Linked DNA regions of Mus musculus: region 1 is linked to region 2. Evidence: chromatin contacts called from public Hi-C data. All regions are on one chromosome and are shown on one strand. Each heading gives the region's core, a stretch centred on a gene start, on an enhancer-like site or on the middle of the called end of the contact. The rest is flanking DNA. Distances are from core to core; before and after follow the strand shown. Region 1 overlaps Lrrc6 (leucine rich repeat containing 6 (testis)). Region 2 overlaps Kcnq3 (potassium voltage-gated channel, subfamily Q, member 3).

Evidence for each region. A called contact is a pair of places that touch in the nucleus more often than the background predicts.
Region 1: a Hi-C map of neutrophils shows a contact between it and region 2, with 4 times the contacts expected there. The contact joins two enhancer-like sites. A contact is called at or near these places in 4 of 39 promoter capture datasets (the 3T3-L1 cell line, cranial neural crest, embryonic stem cells and 1 more), 24 of 484 Hi-C or Micro-C datasets (the C3H10T1/2 cell line, the HL-1 cell line, adipose-derived mesenchymal stem cells and 12 more) and 4 of 115 datasets of contacts at active chromatin or transcription factors (SST interneurons, bone marrow-derived dendritic cells, embryonic basal ganglia and 1 more).

The regions. Positions count from the first base shown.
Region 1 is chr15:66,474,769-66,478,392 of GRCm38.p6, reverse strand. All of the region lies in intron 3 of Lrrc6 (leucine rich repeat containing 6 (testis)), which reads left to right. Among named protein-coding and RNA genes, the nearest start is that of Gm31006, 24 kb to the left of the region's middle. Within about 2 kb of position 1,817, at least 138 of the 459 cell types and tissues checked have an H3K27ac peak or open chromatin away from gene starts, as enhancers often do. A contact at or near this core is called in SST interneurons, bone marrow-derived macrophages, cerebral cortex and 3 more, where this site is marked.
Region 2 is chr15:66,099,661-66,103,236 of GRCm38.p6, reverse strand. The region is part of intron 1 of Kcnq3 (potassium voltage-gated channel, subfamily Q, member 3); the gene reads left to right. Among named protein-coding and RNA genes, the nearest start is that of Hhla1, 120 kb to the right of the region's middle. Within about 2 kb of position 1,521, at least 32 of the 459 cell types and tissues checked have an H3K27ac peak or open chromatin away from gene starts, as enhancers often do. A contact at or near this core is called in SST interneurons, bone marrow-derived macrophages, cerebral cortex and 3 more, where this site is marked.

The DNA.
Region 1 (3,624 bases), core at 568-3,067, 370 kb before region 2:
CATCACAGGAATTAAAATTCGTATCTTATTTTAGGACAGTCTAGATCCAGTTAATGCTAAGTTAATTTCAACAGTAGACAAGACCTTGCTATTGTATTCATGCTGCTGTCTTTCCCTTTTGCTGTAGTTACCACAAACCATATCTTTATATATATATTACTTACCCCTCAGTACAGATTTATGATGACTGATTTTTATAGTCATTTAAAAATAAGCTCAGAGAGAAAAGTACAAAAAAAGTGAGTTTATATGACTTTTGCATTTACTCACATAGTTGCTTCTATTGTGGATCCTTTTTGTAATATTTGAATTTGAAGATGCTAAATAACAGGTTTGGAAGGATCAGAACTATCATGAACACATGTGTTTTCATGACTTTAACTTTTTGTTGCATTATCTCCTTCTGGGCCGAAGATACATCACTGCAGATACATGTTCTACCTCTGAACATCCGTCTCTTCAGGATGTCACTGACTTTGACCTCACAGGCCCTAAACATGGGCACTTGGGTCCTTGATTCTTTGGTAGGTGTGTGTAGGGATTCTTTGGTGTGGCTCTTGTCACTTTTCATAACACTACTGCTAGTCTACACTGCTGCTCTGCACTGCTGGTCCACACTGCTGGTCTGCACTGCTGGTCTGCATTGCTGCTCTGCACTACTGGTCCGCACTGCTGGTTTACACAGCTGGTCCACACTGCTGCTCTGCACTGCTGGTCCACACTGCTGGTCTATACTGGTGGTCCACACTGCTGGCCCACACTGCTTGTCCACACTGCTGCTCTGCACTGCTAGTCTACACTGCTGGTCAACTCTGGTGCTCTGCACTGCTGGTCCACACTGCCTGGTATGCCCTGTCCACGCTTCTCAACTGCCAACCCTGTATGGTAACAGGCTGTGTGTTAGGACAGAGTATCTTGAATGACACTTGAATAGCCACCCAGTGGCTTATAGCCCTGGAGTTTACCACTGTGACTGCAAAAGCCCTACCCACAACAGCTGATACATTGATTCTAATATCTTCATATCTTCATTTCATGTCTTCATTTCAACCTCAAAGATGCCATTTAATGTATTTCTGTATGGTAGATCTTCTGTTGGCAAAAACATCAGTTTTTGTTTACTTGTTAAAAAAAAATATTTTGAAGTTTCCCAGATAAAGAATTCTTGACATTTTTCCTTACTCCCTACTTCCTTTTTTCTTTTTTTCTCCTATCTTATTTTCAGATATCATTTCTTCCTTTATTGTCTTTTTAAAATCATTCCTCTTTCTCATAACCCCATCTCTATTAATTGGATGTGGTTATATTCATTGGAACTTCCATGCCTCCTAAGCTGCATGTCTATTTAAACTAGTCTGTCTTTTTATTCTGCAGTCTGAGACATCGCACCAGATTTAAATCCCAGAATAATTATGTTAATTCTTTCTCATTCTAGAATTCATTTCATTTTCAATTAACTCTGATTTGGCCACAATTTCTACCTTCTCACTCCCTCCTGCACCGATCGCTGCTTTTCTGTGGTGCGATTGTTGTTGGATGGATGATATCATGGATGATATTTTTTTTGATGCAGTTAGAACTCTGATTTTAATCTTTCCCATTCCCTGGATGCCTTTCCTTGATCGCCACTCTCTCTTCGGGGCTATTTTATTGAGGTGGTTAGTTTGGTGTCACACAGTAAACACAGAGAGTCTTGTGTGTCCAGTGGCTGGTGTGGGCTCACAGCTGTGAGGTGGTTTCCCTGGCCAACCTCTCCTGTGTGTGGCAGGGCTGTGTGCCCTGTGAGTGGGTGGAGCGCGTTGACTGTCAGCCTTGCTGCAGAGTGAGGGGCGGGGAGCCGAGGCAGGCAAGCTGCTCTGCCACCCAACTCCCATCTGTCAATAGCTAAAACAGGGAGGGGTTCACTTGGGACAGGGGTTTTAGTCTCTTTGCCTCCCCATGCAGAAAGAGTAATCTCAGTGACAGCCCACAGTCATAAATACACATTGTTCCTTTTGAATCTCTATCCTCAAAACCTGGAAATTGCCAGCGTCAAAGCCCCAAATCAGGATCAGCACTGAGATTCAGAGCTCTATCACTATCTTCCTGTTTTAGAAGAGTAGTCAGTCACTACTGGTGTACACGGCAGCTCTGTCACTGTTAGCTTGTGGCCAAAAGGAATGGCAGCATTCACTCAGCACTAAGTTCATGGTAATACATTTTAATGTAATTGTCAGAAAGTTAATGACACCCCTTCCTGTTTTGGGCTATCCAGGGCTTGTTTTTGTTGAGAAGCTCTTGCTGGTCGGGGACTTCCCTTTTAACAAACGTTCTGATAATTTACCACTAGAGGGCAACATCGTTGCTATTGTGGTTTGAACTTTGCAAACTACAGTCACAGCTGTGTGCCTCTAACCTTTGTCTGGGCAGGTGCTCCCTTCTGTACTGTGCCTCCCAGCCCTAAGGGGAACTGGGTACAGGCTAGTTTGGGGACATGCATATCAAGATTAGAAGTGTGTAGGGGAAACATAAAGAGAAAAGGGACTCTTTTTTCTTTCTTTCTTTTTACTTTTTTTTTTCTTTTTTCCCTTTTTTTGCTGGCATGCATGTACTTTTGGTTTGATTTGAAGGGCTAGATGTGAGAGAAGAAGATGGATGGATGACTCAGTCCATCTGCTACAGTAAATCTCAGACTTTTCTTAAAAAAGGGAATGGCGTCCCCCTTCTTTTCCTAGATGGCAAAGAAGAAGAGGAGGAGGAGAAAGAGGAGGAGGGGGAGGATGGGGAAAGCAAAACAAAGAAACCTGTCTCTCTCTTTCTTCCCCCTCTTCTCTGTTCTCCGTTTAGGATTCACCAGGGTAGAATGAGGTACCTGCTGATCGTCTCCTAGAACAATCTTGCCCTAACCTGGAGGGGAGGGAAGGGCACTAAGTGTTTGTGACCAGTAGATGGGTCAGTCTACTACTGATGGTCTTTTTTAGGATAGAAAGCAAAGGGTGGAGGAGAGAATGATTGCCTTGGCAGAGAAGGGTTGGTCACGGTTGGCCACCTTGGGACATGCTCATCTGTGACATGAAAAACGCGGTGTAATATTTTTTACATTTAGACCACATCTAAGCAAAGTAAAAACTTGTTTTTGTTTTAACCATTATGAACACATAGAGAGTCCTGAGATTTTCATTTTTAAAACCATAGCAAAACCCCAAACCATGACATTTTCATCTTGCTGGCATCTTGTGAATCAGGCTTTTCTTACATGAAAGAAAAATAGCATTAAATGTTTTGCAGAGCTTCCCAAGGTAAATGTAATATTAGTGTCAGCACAATGCATGGTTCTCACCTCGCAGGTAGCAAGAGATTATTTATTCTGAGCCAAGTAGGAGGGCCAGGGCCTATAAATAACCTAGAATGTGTCCCCCAGATCATGTGTCTATAGTGAAAGTGTCCATGAGCTCCCATGTCACTACATAAAGTCATGTACCAGATATGTTATGGGGAAATTAGGTCAGTGGGTTACAGCAAAGCAGAGAGAACCACATTGCAGGTTCTGATGCTGTCTGGCATCCGAGTTGCTGGAAGCTCATGATCTGCTAATTTCATACATTCTGAAGGTTTTTGCCTGGTAGTTGGAAGGACACTGGATCA
Region 2 (3,576 bases), core at 272-2,771:
CCTTTGGATCAAGACGTAGAACTCCGGGCTCTTCCAACCCAATATCTGTCTACAGGCTGCCATGCTTCCCACCATGATGACAATGGACTGAACCTCTGAACCTGTAAGCCAGCCCCAATTAAATGTTGGCCTTTATAAGAAGTTGCCTTGCTCATGGTGTCTCTTCACAGCAATGCAACCCTCACTTAGATAGTTATCAAATAAATAATCACATTAAATCTTATTAATTTGAATTTTTTGAGATGTTGGCACTCCTCTTAAATTTGTTTCCATAACAGCTTTATTGACATATAATTCATATTTCATCCCATTGACCCATTTGAAATGTGTGATTCAGGGATGCTCAGTGGGCAGAGGTGCCTGTTGCCAGGCCGGAATTCCTGAATTCAACTCTTCGAATCTACGTGGTGGGAGTAAAGAACCAAGTGAGGCAAGTTGTCTTCAGATCTGCGGACACATGTTATGATGCATGTGGCCCCCACCTCTTCTCACACACACAAAGAATGTTTTTTTTTAAGTGTATACAATATCATGCATAATGCAATGCTTTTCAGATTTCACAATCATAGCTGTCATGGTAGAGTCCCCCAACTCAAACTGGCTTAACTGTTCCCTGTTGTGGACATTTGTATATATTTTGTATATATTTTGTGTGTGTGTGTGTGTGTGTGTGTGTGTGTGTGTGTGTGTGTGATGTGTGCATACATGCATATGTGAGGAATGTGCCTGTACCTATGGACATGGAGACCAGAGGTTCATTTGGAGTGTCTTCCTCTATCACTTTCTTCTTGATAAGCTCAGACAGTATCCCTGCTGAACCCAGAGTTTACAGACTTAGCTTAGTGTAACCAACCAGCTTTGCCTGGTGATCCCATGTCTCCACCTACAGAGTTCTGGGATTATGAGAGCCGGCCCTTAGGCTCAGCATTTGTTTGATTGATGGGAATCAGAACTCTAGCCTTTATGTTCTAGCAGTACTATTTGTTCTTCTTTGTCTGGCTTCTTTCTTCCGCTTATTGGGTTTCAGGGTTTATCCGAATTTTATTTTCATCACCAAATAAAATTCCATCCCCTTTTTAATAACACATTTGTCTATTCATCAGTTGTTTGCAGGTTAACTTGGAACCACTGCAGGGCCGCTGGTGGCTAATGATGCTAATCTGTCCATGTCTAAATGTGTGCATCTTGCTTTGCTTCATTCCTCTTAAGACATAAAGCGTTCTATTTTATGTCATAGTTGCAGTATGGCATTTGTCTAATTTCTAAGTGAGGCGTTGATGAGGGCATCTGGTGTCTGTGGGCTGGAAGCAAAGGATTGACCAATAGGGCAGCAAGGTCAGAGCCGCTCTCAAGTAGCTCTGTTTCTGTTCTTTCCTGCTCTCTAACTTGCATCTGCTCCTACTAGCTTGGTCCCCAGTGTGCTTGTCACCCACGCATACGCCCACCCATCTCCTGCAGCAGAGGGGAGACTGCACATTGTCTCTCCCAAGCATCAAAACATCTCCTGGCATTTAGGAAGCCTTCGGCAGACCAGGGATGAGGAAGTGAGCCCATCAGGGAACTTAAACACCCCAGCAGGGCCTAGGCTGTGCATGCAAAGTGAGAAACCACGGCTGAGTCTCTCTTATAGGTGGTTCGTTTAGCAGAGGAGAGGCCTGCTTGGCACAGCAGATAGTTTTGGTTGGGGCAAAGAAACAAGTATCTGTGGAGGTGGCCGTGCTGGGAAGCATAGCAACAAGGACGTGGGAATTTCATTTTCAGAGGAGATAGAGAAAAAGCAAGTCTTCTGAACTGACCAGTGGTTTGGTTTTGTGGTTTTGGTTTGGTTTGGTTTGGTTTTGTATTTGTTTTTGTTTTCAATTCAACTCAGATCCAGAGTTGCTTGCATGCCTCCTTAATAGAATCTTTTGTATGTTAGAGATGCAGGGAATTATAACTGGATATGGGGCTTGCTGATCATGGTGATCCACCTGTGTAAGTGTACCAAAACCCAATGTATTTCACACTTCAAAGCGTGGATGGAAGGTTGGATGGACCTGAGTGTCAGACTGGCTGACGGGTTGGTTGCAGATAGAAAGTTAGATGGATCAAAGAACAAAGGAATGTACAACTTACAGAGGTTCCAAATATATTTCCTTTTAGCTGTTCTATAAATGGTGGGAGTGGTCTGCATGGGAAACTGTCCACATAAGAATCAAGAAAATACCATGGCTTAAGATTCTCCCCCCATTATTAGAAACAATTCCCAGATGTTTATCTCAGCAACTTATTTCAAAGCATGGCATGCCCCCACATCCCATTTAATATTTGTTTCATTTACCTCCTAATACTTATTGCACTTACCATGTAAGTATTATTTTTAAAAGTGAATATCCCCTCAGTAACATTCCTACCAATAAGAGGCATTTTCTATTTAGTTCAAATCTGAATTTCTAGATCATAGAATAATGTTTGTCACAAAGGTTATGTTCAACAAATAGTGGTTATGTATATGAATAGTCTCATTCCTTATGGGAAAAGATGAAAAATCCTTTCTAGACCCCAGTTCAAAAAAGACAATATATGGAATACATTATCATGAAATTTATGTAACCTTCTCATTATATTTGACACTGATTTGTATTTAGGAAATATACCAGTCAGGCTGAAACTTAGTTATCAATTTTTGCAACTTAGAGTTTGAAAAAGATGGTATTAAAATCTGTAGGTAATTTCAAGTGTTGTCATCTTGAAATATTATGGCTTTTAGTCTATAAGCATAAAATGTTATGACATTTATTTAATTTAAAATAATTTTAATACCATTTTGTAGTTTTGAATAGTGAACTTTGTATATTTTTTATTAAACACATCCCTAATTTTATTTCACCTTTGACCCCTTGATTATTTAGGATTTTATTGTTCAGATCCTATATATATTTATGGGTTTCCCTAACTTCTGCCTATTATTGATTATTAATTTTATAATGTTGTTACTGAAGAACATATTGTGTATGATTGCAGCCTTTTCAATTTTCTGAAACTCATCTTCTAGCCCAGCATATGGGCATCCTGGGAAACAATCCATGTATACTTGAGAGAACATGTCTTCTGCTGTTGCTGTGTGCAGTGTTCTGGGAATGTCTGTCAGGTCTAGCTGGTTGGTACTGTTACATAAGTCTTCCCAGCCACTTAGTCCATCCATTATTTCATAGAGAATATTCAAAGTACCAATATTTCGCGTGAAATTGTGTGGTTCTCATGGATAGCACATTTGCTCTGTGCCTTGAGGAGCTTTGATGTGGCTTGCATCTATGCTTATCACTGTCCTGCTATTCTGATGAAGTGACTGTCATATTCTCTATGTGGTCTTTTATTTAGGTCTAAAATGTACTTCTAGTAAAGAGTCTATAGTTCAAACATGCATTTTTTTTCCAATTTGGTCTATCCCTGCTCTTAGGTTGGTATATACAAGCCACTTCTAGTTAATGTAGTAACAGATACTGTAGGATTTGCATCTACTGTGTTGCTACATATTTACATATTGCTACTATTTACATACATAATATCTTTTTCATTACTCTATTCTTCTATTAC